Regions from separate parts of the Zea mays genome. Here region 2 is linked to region 1. Evidence: chromatin contacts called from public Hi-C data. All regions are on one chromosome and are shown on one strand. Each heading gives the region's core, a stretch centred on a gene start, on an enhancer-like site or on the middle of the called end of the contact. The rest is flanking DNA. Distances are from core to core; before and after follow the strand shown. Region 1 holds the start of LOC100282765 (N-acetylglucosaminyltransferase III). Region 2 holds the start of LOC100277318.

The links. A called contact is a pair of places that touch in the nucleus more often than the background predicts.
Region 2: a Hi-C map of endosperm shows a contact between it and region 1, with 4 times the contacts expected there. The contact joins the promoter of LOC100277318 here to the promoter of LOC100282765 in region 1. A contact is called at or near these places in 2 of 25 Hi-C or Micro-C datasets (endosperm and leaf).

The regions. Positions count from the first base shown.
Region 1 is chr4:135,556,553-135,562,769 of Zm-B73-REFERENCE-NAM-5.0, forward strand. It overlaps LOC100282765 (N-acetylglucosaminyltransferase III), which reads right to left and starts at 2,867. Exons shown (of 2, transcript NM_001317937.1): 1 at 2,438-2,867; 2 at 1-1,192. The coding sequence starts at 2,503. The coding sequence ends at 92.
Region 2 is chr4:135,947,349-135,953,565 of Zm-B73-REFERENCE-NAM-5.0, forward strand. It overlaps LOC100277318, which reads right to left and starts at 3,377. Exons shown (of 1, transcript NM_001150918.2): 1 at 2,497-3,377. The coding sequence starts at 3,235. The coding sequence ends at 2,633.

The DNA.
Region 1 (6,217 bases), core at 1,617-4,116:
CACAACCCCCGCCGCCATAAGACAGACATCCGCGAGAGAGCGACGTCCGTGCGCCTCAGGGTCATGATGCAGACGGCGGGCAGCCAGCTGCCTAGCCACTCTCTCTAACGCAGTTGCCTGGGAGAAGGTACCTGTACCGATCGAATTGCTCCAGCAGATAGGCAGGGAGATGAACGGCGGAGAATGTACTCGGGATAGGCCCCAGCTTGGCGATGATCTCTTGGAACGTGTACTCTTCGGGAAGCATGTCGAAAAGGTCAGCCCCTTCGCAAATCACATGCTGAATCCTCTTCGGGTTCAGGAAGTACTTGAATCTGATCCGGTCGACGTGGCTGTAGGCTTTCATCTTGAAGATGAAGTCGTTTATGTAGCGGAAGCAGAAGCTGCAGTGCCACCCTGAATCAGCCAGGAGGTCGTCCGTCTGCCGGAAATGTGCATACCTCGTCTTCCCAGCTCTGTATCTGTGCACTGAAGCCCTCCAGCTCTTGTCGTCAAGTAGGAATTGGAACGAGTAGAGGTAGTTCCTGAGCTGGAGATGGAGTATCTCCGGAACGTCATCGCACCATCTCAAGAGGTCGATGGTGTGTCCACTTGGGATCTCATCAACATCAGACATGATCAGCAGGTCGTCATCCGTGATGCCCGCAATCTTAATGAGCTGGTCGAGAGCAACCCTTTGATACGACTCCTCGACAAATGGGTTCTCTCCCTTCACAAACCTTCCACCTATCATGCCATAGGTCAACCGTGACTCTGCAAAGCCAAACCGTTGGCGGTTTTCCTTGAAGTGAAGGTCCTTCTTTATGCCGGTAAAAGTTGAATTGGACTCAAGCAGCACAAATTCTGACACATACGGGCTAAGCTCGTGCCAGCGGATATCAAGGATGTCAAGCTCATTGCTGAAGAGCACGGCATCAAAGACACGGCGTGGAGTCTCCCTGACTTTCCATCCATGCAACTTGCATAGGTTACCCATCGAGACATTTTCATGGTAATAGTGAGGGAGTATTGTGAAGGGCTTTGGGGGCTTCTCCCAGATTGGTCGGAGGAAGTAAGTCACCTTCTGGCCATGCACATATATGGCAAAGATCAAAATTGGCACACCAATCAGTAGGATCAAGAGAACCCTCAGATCAAATCCCCGCAGTGCGCACTTCAGCCTTGACATGCTCAGGACTGACTTCGAGCCAAACTGCAGACAGTATCAGGGAGCAAATAAGAAATCAGACATGCACCAATACACATCATAACAAGGCATAAATTAAACTAGAAGTAAACTGGAAAGCTACAACATGTGACAGATACAATGAACTGTACTCTGAAACAGTGCTGATCATTCCAAAGTCAAGAGTCAGGAGATCACTTTTGCAGCACTAACTCAACCAGAGGTTAAAAAACACTGAAACCTAGTGCATTGTAGACAGAGGCATCATTGAGTTTTGCCGAAACAAATGCTACACAAAAAGAAGGAACATGCCTTAATTTACTAAACATGAGAACGGCAAATACTGGCTACATGAGCGTATGAGCATTTATTTATTCAAGCACAAAGCTGGCTGGACACGACATAGCACCATGAATCCAACGGCTGAACATAGGGAACATCACAGCCATCACAAACTCCTATGTTGAGAACACGAGCTTCTAAAATATCCGCCGCGCCGTGAGTGTGCAGCTGTGTTAAAGGCCATCAAAACAATGCATGTGCAGTAGATTAAAGAAGTAAGCGGTGGTCTGGTGGAATATGCGCATTTTCTGTTTTGAAAACAATATATCTATCAGTGATAGGCTGGTGCGGATCCACCAACAGAGGAAAGCAATCATCAGCTAATTTTATTTGTGTATCATATAAAGGAAGGAAACAGCCTGTAAAATTACTTTTGCGGCATGAACCCTCACCATCTACGGCACGGGAACCAATCGGGGATTGTTCAAAAAAAAAAGCTGGAAACTTTTACAGGTGGAGAGACAGATTCATTCCGGTATTAGGCAGACGACCCGATCCATACAGGTGGAGAGATTCTAGCGCAGCCGGAAGCATCCAGGCGCCCCAGTTTGTTTAGCACCACCTAATCCACAGCACCCGCGGCAGGTGGAAGATGCCTGCCGCGGACGCAATTAAGCGAGCATATGCGATCCCAGGCTGTGGAAATCTCACGAGCACCCGATCCAAGACAGCAACCCTGCTGAGATCGGCAAAATAGCAGCCGCCGCGAACACGCCGCGCAACTGGAGCGGTGAAAAGGTCGAAGCAAGCAAGCAGCTCAGCGTGGAGCAAAACGCGTTTAAGCAGCGTGGAAGAGGAAAAGACAAGCACCGCGACGACCGCGTCCGCGTCTCCCCCCGGCGGACCAGGCGATCCGCAGAGGCGTTACACGCGGCGGAGCGGTAGGGAAAGGGACAGATCTGTCTGGCTGGAGCCGGAGCGGTGCCTCACCTCGCTGTCGCAGACTGACTCGCAGATGCCGTCGGTCTTCTTGCGGTTGCAGTAGCCGGCCTCCATGGAGCCGAGGGCGCACGGAGAAGCAGGAGGCGCCCGGAAGGCGCGGGAGCACCACGCCCGCGGCCGCGCGGGTGCGGAGCGGGTTGAGACGGCACGATCGGGTCCTCCGCCCTCTCCCCGGCGAGCAGCCGGGAGCAGAGTTCAATGGCGCGCACGATGGGGGTCCTCCGCACTCTCCCCGGAAACCGGGAGCGGAGCCCGGACCTCGCCCTACTCGAGGGGTCCGCGCGTTGGCGTCTGGGCCCCGGTCTCCTCCCCTCCTTTCCTTGTGAGCGTGGGCGAGACGCGGGGCGCGGCGGTGATTTCGGGGGGCGGGGGGTGGGAGCGCAGAGGGAAACGGTGCGAAGGGGCCGGGGAATTGCTGCGGTGCGAGACAGAGGGGATTCCGGCAACCGCCTAATTATAGCCGTTCGGGGGGGGGGGGGGGGGGGGGGGGGGGGGGGGGGTGGAGGTGGTGCTGGCCTGCAGTTCTGATTGCGCGTGGGCGTGGCAGCGGCTGGGCGAAGAGGGGAGAGGTGCGGCGGAGCGGAGAGCTGGTCTTTGTTTGTCCTCGTGCTGGGGGCCATCCACCACCATCTTCTTGCTTATTAATAAAAGGCGCCGATCAAGACCCTGTCGTGTTAGGCCTATTTATTTAATCATCTATCTACTATAAAAGAAAAGATTATGTGAAATTTCAAAATCACCTATCTGTATTTGATTATGAAGGCATGAAGCGAAAGAGACAAGTTTTTTTTTTTGGGTATAACGAGGAGTGAAGACTGAACTTATTTAAAATGTCTTCCGTATTTAGCTCCTCTGTTTATCGTTCGGCTTGGCCTTGGCTGTGTCTGTTCGGAGAGGAGGCTCCAGCTCACGCTCATCTTCAGCCTGTTGTGCAGGTTGGATTTGGAGCTGAGATAATGGCGGTGGGGATTCCCCTCTGAGATGAGATGAGATTGAGGTGTAGTAATGATAAGGGCATCTCGCTCGGCTCTGCCTGCGGCTGCGGGGATGCTTCGTGTAAGCTCATGACGGTGTGCTTTGGCTGTACGAGTGTTATTTTTTCTCACTTTCTTTTTTTTCTTTTTTTTCTTCTTCTTTTGGAGGAGGCTGTGTGATCAAATGATGATGGATCATGTGAGTACCGTGTGTCGTCTTTTTCTCCGCGTACGATGTCTCTATCCTGTGACTCTATAGCATTTACTCTCACTCTCTCTCTGACAGACTGCTTTTTTGTGTCGTGTTGGAGCGAAAGAACAACAGAAAGCCAGCGAAAACAAAGCGAACCTGTTCCTTCTTCTGTGGGCTAGCCGGCTAGGCCTAGGCAACTGGCCTATATACGTATTATTATTATTATGCAAGTTCATTTTCAAGTGTGTTGAGAAGCACAAGTGTTACCTTCAAAACTAGGCCATAAATAATATGGCAGTTCTTAGGTAGCAGAACCACATCGTAGAAATCTTCTCTTCAAAACAAGCAGAGCTACATCCGGCAGACGCCAGACAGGCAGGCTTCCCAGCGTATGCCGGTCGTTGTCTGGGACAGGATTTCGTCCGGGTCCGGCTACGTGTTTCGGGGGGAAAAGACGGGTGCTTTTACCCCCGATCCGTTTTGGTTTTGCCTCGGTTGCCACTTTCACGGACCCGTGCCTAAGATTTCAGCCTTTTCATGGACCCTAGCCAAAAGCTTACATATTTTGAAAGGTTCAAAATAAGATTATTAACTAGAATCATAAAAAAAACTTACTTGCCCCACTGTATCATCTTATACAGTTTTTTTCCGAACATTCTTTGATAAAAAAGACACTAAGTACACTATCAATATAGATCTCGTGCAATAACCTAAACAAACTCCTGACAGGCAGTAGACCGAAGCAACGACTACCGATGGACCAAACAACAAACGACAATTAGCTAGCTCCATGTCTATGATATACACATGCGCGTACGTGCGAAGGTCAATCGTCGATGGCGTGTTCCGGCGTCTTGCAGTACTGCCCGATCCTTTGGCGAATTGGCAACATGGTGGGGTTACCCCGACAGAAATTAAGTTTTGAATGTATTCTGTTCTGACTTGAGAACTACCGTACGTGATCGTAGCAGGCCAACAACCACTTTACGGCTTATGTCCGAGAGTAGGATAGCATAGGATGACGCTGGGCGTTCACCTATGTGAGCAGGACAGCATGTCGTAGCGTTGAGCGGTAGGGCCAACCAAACGAAGACTGTTTGGGATGATTGAATAACTAAGTATCATACTCAACTATACTAGTAAGGTGCTCGTGCTAACATTACGGTAATTAAGAGGCAATAATTCTAATCGAAATGAAGTCTGACAGCAATGGCGAGGCGAGGCGGTCTATCATAAAGTTGAAGGATTCTAAGGATATGTTGCATCGGAAATTATTGGTCAAATGTATACACATGGGACTATGCATAATCAAATGTAGCAAGATTTTTTTTAACAGAGTGATCAACAAACAACTTATATTCTTTGTGACTTACTCTTGGGAATAGTTACGGGACACGCTGATCGTTCCATCGTCTATCACCGATCGTTCATCTATTGCCGATTGTTGTTTGTTAGCTATTCACTGTTCATTGCAGAGTCATCCACAGGGGACGGGTCTGTCCATTGAGGTCGGAACTGAGATATAGCATTATCTGCATATAAAGAGTACATAGGTAACCAGTGTTGTTTCTAGTCTCAGAAAGCACTTAAGAGAATAATGCAAAATCATGTGAATAGTTGATCATATTTGTAATAGTCATCGGAGTTTCTGCCGATCTGTAGCAACCGCTAGACACGCGATCAGTTTCTACCTCATCTTATGCCCCTGATGCAGCTGTAGATGTCACTATGTTCTGACTGAGTTTCCCAGTAAAATTAGATCCAGGGAGGATCCATTTATCATGAAATGTGACGGGTCCGACGGGGAATGAATCTCCTGGGATTTTGTTAGTGGGATTAGTCTGAGGTTCAAACGCTGGGTTAATTTAGTAGAGGGTATAACTACGTGGGACGGTTTATTGGGTGCACTTAGTTTTGTTTGAACTTGTGGGTTTAAGAGGTAGTAGGGAATACTTTAGGTCTTGTTCGGTTGTGTCTGGATTGAAGTGGATTGAGTGGGATTAAATCTCCTTCTATTCAATTTTGACTAAAGAGTGATTTAATCCCCTCCAATTTCCTTCGATTCAGACGCAACCGAACAAGCCGCCCTTGGGTCCTAGCATTGGCATGCCTCCGCGCCAAAACGGACCAGTTCCGGCGCCAACCGTGGCGCACATGTCCGTCCGGGCTGGCTTGATTGGTTTTTTTATTTAATTATGCCGTGATGCTGCTTCGGTTTATTTAGGTTCAAGTGTCAGTGGTCAGCCTTAAGTTAAAGCGTCTGGCACGACATGAGTCCGTCCGTCCGTCCGGCTGTAACCCAAGCTTAGCGGCTAAACAAGTTGCCCCTTGGAAACCGCCAGGCAAGTACAGCGGTACAGCCACATGGCAGCCAAGACGCGTCTTCCAAATTGCTGGGACTCCCAAAAAAAAAACACCAGCATCAATCAGTTTTGAAAAAACAGGGGGAAGCGAGCGGCGCCTTTTGTCAGCTAAACACGCAACGGGCGAGGAGGACACACGGTATTGATCGCCGATGCGCCAGCGAAACCAAACGGTTTTGCTGCGACGAACAAGAAACTCGGTTTCATTTTGCTTCAGGGCGAAGGCATGCAGGCACGC
Region 2 (6,217 bases), core at 2,127-4,626, 390 kb after region 1:
ATCTAACATATATATATATATATATATATATATATATATTTTGCCAAAAAATAATGGGTATTCAACTGAATACCCTTGCTACTATGTGGGCCCGCCCCTGACTAGAGCAAATGCTATGAGCAGTGGTCTAACCAACTTAATCACTTCACAAAGCATACACTAGTCAACAAGTAATTATTTAAGCACTTATGTGTCTATAGCTACTAAAGATGAGCCTCAACTCTCTTGATATGTTTCTCAGCTTCGACACATCTCAAATGGCCGATGCAAGTGCAATCAACCTCTTGAGGGATTTGGTGATTAATGAACAAAACAAATAAAAATGTACTAATAAGTTTGCTCCTAGTGTATGTTTGTTTTAAATCAAAAAGGGATGCACATGAATGAAATAAATGAACTAACAGGAAACCAAGTAATGAAAGATAAAGATCTAAAGGTGGTTTCTGGCGAAGATCCCCGTATGCTTAGTTCCTTCGCGAGGCAAGGATGGTATGTACCAACTAGTTCTATCCGCTTCAAAGTTCTGTTTTTGAAAAGTTGCAAAGTCACCGTTTGGTTTCTCCCTCTATCTTTTCAAAATTTGTTTCCCTGTTCATACCGGTTCAACCGGGATCAGGGTTGGTTCAACCGGGTTTCATTAGGTTCTTCTCTGTGAAAATTTTAGGTTCAACCGGAATTTTAAATTCAGGTTCTACCAGGAATTTACAGAGAGTTCTCTATTGAATACCACTTCAACCAGTATTAGGGCCTGTTCAACCAGAATTTGCGCAGTCTTCCAGAATCAGCCAGATTTGATTTGTGGGGGCTATAAAAACCTTCATCCCCCACTTCTAAACCCTATCTAGAAATAGTAAATGGAATTTGGACACGTTGCAAATAGTAATTTAACGAATTACTGGCCTTAGCAATTTATGAATTGCTTCACCCTTCCTAATGTATATCTTTTTTGAACATGTTATACTCAGATCTACATAAATATTTTCACCCTTTTTCAATGTAAAGAAATGTCATCTTCCTTGTTTCTATACTAGGTAGTAGCTCAATCTAATTTTATAAACGATAAAAACTAGTAAGGTGAATTATAATTTTGCAGGCGGTTCCAAGGAAATTCTTTTCAAGGTCCAATTCCAACTTCTCTGTCTAATCTCGTCCAACTGAAGTAGCTAAGTGTTGTAAAATGGGAGAATGAATTACTTGTTCCATCATGCAGGCAAATTGGCGACATAGTAAATGGAAGTTCTTCACTGGCATTCATTAGTAACATGACATATGCATAACGTTTCATCCACTAATTGACTCAAACTATGTAGTGCAATCAAGTTGATAAGTCCTAAAACTCTTGAGATTTTTTGAGGAATTGTAAGACATTTGATAGTCTGGGATCGGTAAACTTTTCAAATCTTGCAAAATTAAACACACTCTAAGGAATTTATTTCTTCAAACTCTAGTCAAGTGTATTTCTGTGTAATATGGTTTGATGAACTGCTATGGTTTATGCATCGTTTGATGATTCCTTTCCATCCTACGCTCATCCTATTTTCCATCACAGGGATTTGAGTTTTTATAATATCATAGGTGATGTACCACAAGACCTGGTGAATCTAAATTTACTCAAGTTCTTGTGTGGTTCTTAGTGCTTCCCAATACTTGTTTCTATGTTTTGGGCACTAGTCATTTGCTAATGCTAGCGAAGTTGTTCAATCCAGGTTTCTCGGGAATAATAATAGCCTTTCAGGAGTTGCAATTGTAAGTGATTGACTTCTATAACACCATTTTTATTGCTATCCTTTAATGATAATTCAGTCCAGCATGGATATTAGGCCTGTAGTATACACTTTTATTAAGCTATCATTTCAAAATTTCATGCATCTAAAAAAGCCACCTATGCTGCATATAGCTTATATCTCCTTTTAAAGGTCTACCTATGTTTCAAAATCATTCAAGAAGTAGAAACCATCTACCTGAGTTCATTTGTCCCTGATGTACCTTTTTGCGAGTAAAGAAACTATTCCATATTACACTGATGTTTCTCAAGTTTCTTTTAATAGGAATTTGGTGGCAAGCAATTTTGTGATAAACAAATATAATGATAGGTCAGTTCATGTTACAATAGTTCCTCGAACGCATCTATTTGTGCTCAGAGCTCATGTTTTGATACAAAATGCCAATGTTTTGCAACTACAGTGTCTTGCCTGTTGGACTTGAGAATGGAAACTATACTATGGTGTTTGCAGAATTTGACTTTGCAGATCAGAGCCTTTAACCATATTGGATTCCGACTCTGAAATCCACCAGCCTCTGGACAATAGTCTGCAACCTATGAACCTACAATCGAGTGACGTCGATTGACGATCAAGTGCAACAAACCACAGGCAGTTAATACAAAGGTCACTGATGGATAGATGTATTGGCAACCTCATATCGAAAGCCCATAATCCCAACAAAATTGACTATGCGGCAGTAAAATCTCATATCAGAACTTGATAACTTCTATTGCACGCCATTTTAATCGCTTAATTTAATCACGCTTCAAACTACATAACCAGAAGCAAGTACAAAATCGTCGTCGAACTAACCTTGCCAACTCAACGCCGCCACAGAACAGATACAGAGAGATCGAGGCCTGTCAGATTCAATTTTCGAGTCCAGGCACCTGCATGCGCCGGTTGGCCACCGACTTCTTGCCGCCGAGGAACTCGTCGGGGACGACCTTGAGCTGCTTGCGCTTCTTGGACTTGGCGATCTTCTGGATCGTCTTTGGGTTGGTGACCCTCTGCAGTTTGGTGCCCGTGCGGAGCACGTTCTCCTGCTTCCGCTTCTCACGCTCCTCGCGGGCCTTCCGCTTGGCCACCTTGTTCTGCCGGATCTCTTCCTTGAGCTCCGCCTTGCGGGCCTGGTACGCGCGCTTCAGCGACTTCTCCCGGACGCGCTGCTCCAGCGGGGTCGGCTTCCGCGACACCGCCACGGCCGACGCTCGCCGGGTGCGGGCCTCCTTCCACCGCCGTCCCGACAACCGCCCTGCGATGACGCCGTCGTAGGTGGGCTGGCCGAAGGAGGCCGGCTTCGAGGGGTCGGAGAGGGAAGGCATGGCGCGGAGCTTAGACGGCCGGTGCGCGTCGGCATCGAGGTCCATGGAATCCGCGGCCGCCGCCTCGGCATCCTCGCGACGCTTGCGCTTGCCGCGCTCGCCGCCGAGGCCCTCATCCAAGCAGCGGAAGTCGATGTGGGAAGCCATGCGGAAAGCGGTCGGGTGCTTGGTGCCGCGATTTGGGAGGAGATGGAGGACGAACCAGAGGCGGAGATGGATTTATTAGGGTTTGTGATGAAGAGTAGCAGCGGATGGTGGATGGGCCGGGCTTGGGCGAATACAAAAACTTGTCAGGCCGCTTTGCAAGGTCGATGTTTTCTTATTAGTATGCCACATCAGCACACTCTCTCCCCTATATCTCTACCCTTTATAAGCTATTTACTCTAAATTCTCTCGCTATAAATCACTACCTCTATAAAATATCATTTTTTATACATATTTCTTATTTATTACAAATTTTTACTCCACTAGCAAACACTTTCTAGCACACACATCGACGCTAGGGTGGCTACTGTCGCACCCACACATTTGGTGGTATACTGTGCTAGCAGCTATCACTGTCACAGATAGTGGAGGATGTAGGGGGTACCGATGAACTATCTCTTGGTGTGATGTTGCAGCCTCTACAGTCGTGAAGGGGGGCGGCTGCGGTAAGCATTGAAGAGAGTCTGACGAGATAAGGCCTGGCGACGGGTCATGCTATTAGGCTATCTCTAGCAGCATAGCCATACTCATACTAATATTTAAACTTTACGCTGCAAATAGTGCAGTCTATAATGCAAAACAGTGTTTTGAGCGACCATATAAGTGAACTATTGGACATGGTCTTATTAGTTTCAGGCATACAAAAGGTGTTGTTCAGGCGATAACAAAAATATTGTCTTGTTTGGTTCCTATAGAGCAAGTATAATAATAGTCTACAGTAGGCTAAATGCTGATATTGAGAAGAGAGAGGAAAAGCGGGTTGTAAACTTACAACTGGTTTAGACACGATAATCAAGAAACTTTGTAAGATACATAAGTAGACCATTTATTAATAGTGAAAAGCTAACTAATATACATGCAGCCAAAAGTAGTTGGCTACAAGTATCCTTATAGCTATCAGCCGGGTATATTATAATAATAAACTTGCTCTTAGGGCATGTAACACCCAATTAAATAATGGGTCTCTTGATGGGTCACTAGTGGGCCAAGTGAAAAAATATCAAGAGACATGCTCTTCACCTTCTCTATACGACTCTCTATATATATTGTGTCTTGACTGCATTTATTATCTAGAGGCTCAATGCTATATCATATAGTCCCTTACATGTGTATTTGGAAAACCAGTCCAAGGGCTCAAGATTGTACATAACCTTTGTCGGCGTTTCGACCCCGGGGGGTCCCTAGACCGACGAGTAAATTTGTCGCTGCGTGTCCCAGCCCAGATGGGTTGGCGGGAGATGGAACACAAGGGAGAAAGCGGCTCGTGTTATCCCACGCCAGGGGGGTGTGCTCGTAGTAGGGGTTACAAGCGTTCGCGAGAGAGAGAGAGAGTGAGCCTGTTCGTTAGCTCGTTCTCCCGCGCGACCCTCCCGCATGAAGGCTCCGGACCTCCCTTTTATAGATGCAAGGAGAGGGTCCAGATGTACAGTGGGGGTGTAGCTAGGCGCTAATGTGTCTGACAGGGAAGTGCCTGAGCCCTATGTACATGCCAACTTGGCTGTCGGAGAAGTGCTTGAGCCCTGCGTAGGCGATAACGTGGCCATCGGAGAAGTGTTTGAGCCCTGTAGAAGTACAGCTGTCGGTGCTGCTGGGATCTTGCTGACGTCTCCTTGCTTCCGTAGGGGGCTGAGAACCACCGTCGTCATGGACGCACGCGGGGAGCCATCATTACTTGTTACCGGGGCGAGCCAGATGGGACACCGGTCTTGTTCCCCCGTAGCCTGAGCTAGCTAGGGGTAGGGTAATGATGTATCCCCCGTGGCGCGGTCGGTCCGAGCCCAAGGTCGGGCGAGGCGGAGACTTCTCCTGAGGCCGAGGCCGGGGTCGGGCGAGGACGCGATTCCTCATGAGGTTGAGCCCTGGGGTCGGGCGAGGCGGAGACCACCTTCAGAGGCCGAGGTTGAGGCCGAGCCCTGGGGTCGGGTGAGGCGGAGCTTTCTGTTGCGCCTGAGGCTGAAATTAGCTGTTGTCAGCCTCACCCTGGTGGGTGGCATAGCAGTCGGAGCGGAGTGAGCGGCGTTGTTTTCCTGTCAGGTCGGTCAGCGAAAGGGCGAAGTGACTGCGGTCACTTCGACCTTGCCGACTGAGGCACGTGTGTCAGGATAAGGTGTTAGGCGATCCTCGCATTGAATGCGCCTGCGATACGGTCGGTTGGAGAGGCGATTTGGCCGAGGTTGCTTCTCGACGAAGCCTGCCCGAGCTGGGCCTCGGGCGTGCCGAGGGTGCGCCCACTGCCTGAGGAGGCCCTCGGGCGAGACGTAACTTCGTCCGGGACTACAGTTCCTGCCCGAGGCTGGGCTCGGGCGAGGCGAGATCGCGCCCCTTGGGTAGACAAAGCCTTGACCTAAACCGCGCCCATCAGTCTTTGCGGTTTGTGCTGATGGTGGTTACTAGTCGTGTGTAGGAGTGTTGGGGGTACCCCTAATTATGGTACCCGATAGTAGCCCCCGAGCTTCGAAGGGAGTGTTGGTACTCGCTTGGAGGCTTTGCCGCACTTTTTTGCGAGGGGACCGGCCTTTCTCGGCTATACTTTGTTCCGGTGGGTGCGCGCGAGCGCACCCGCCGGGTGTAGCCCCCGAGGCCTCGGAGGAGTGGTTTGACTCCTCTGAGGTCTTAATGCCTTTCGTGATGCCTTGGCTGGCCTGGTTGTTCACTCATGCGACCTGATTGTAGCCCGGGTGCATGGTCAGGTTCCGAGTTTTTAGGCTGGTTTGTTGACGCTGTCAACGGTTTGGCCATAGCCGGGTTGCGAGAGCGGCCCCCGAGCCTCTGCACGGAGCGAGAGGACGATCAAGGACTGTCTCGACTTTTACTATACGCCCCTTCGTCGCCTTTCCGCAAGGAGGAAGGGGGGGAGCGCCATGTTGCCCTCGGAGGGCGCCGAACATGGTGTCTCCAGTGAGTTGCTAACGGGTGATCCGAGTG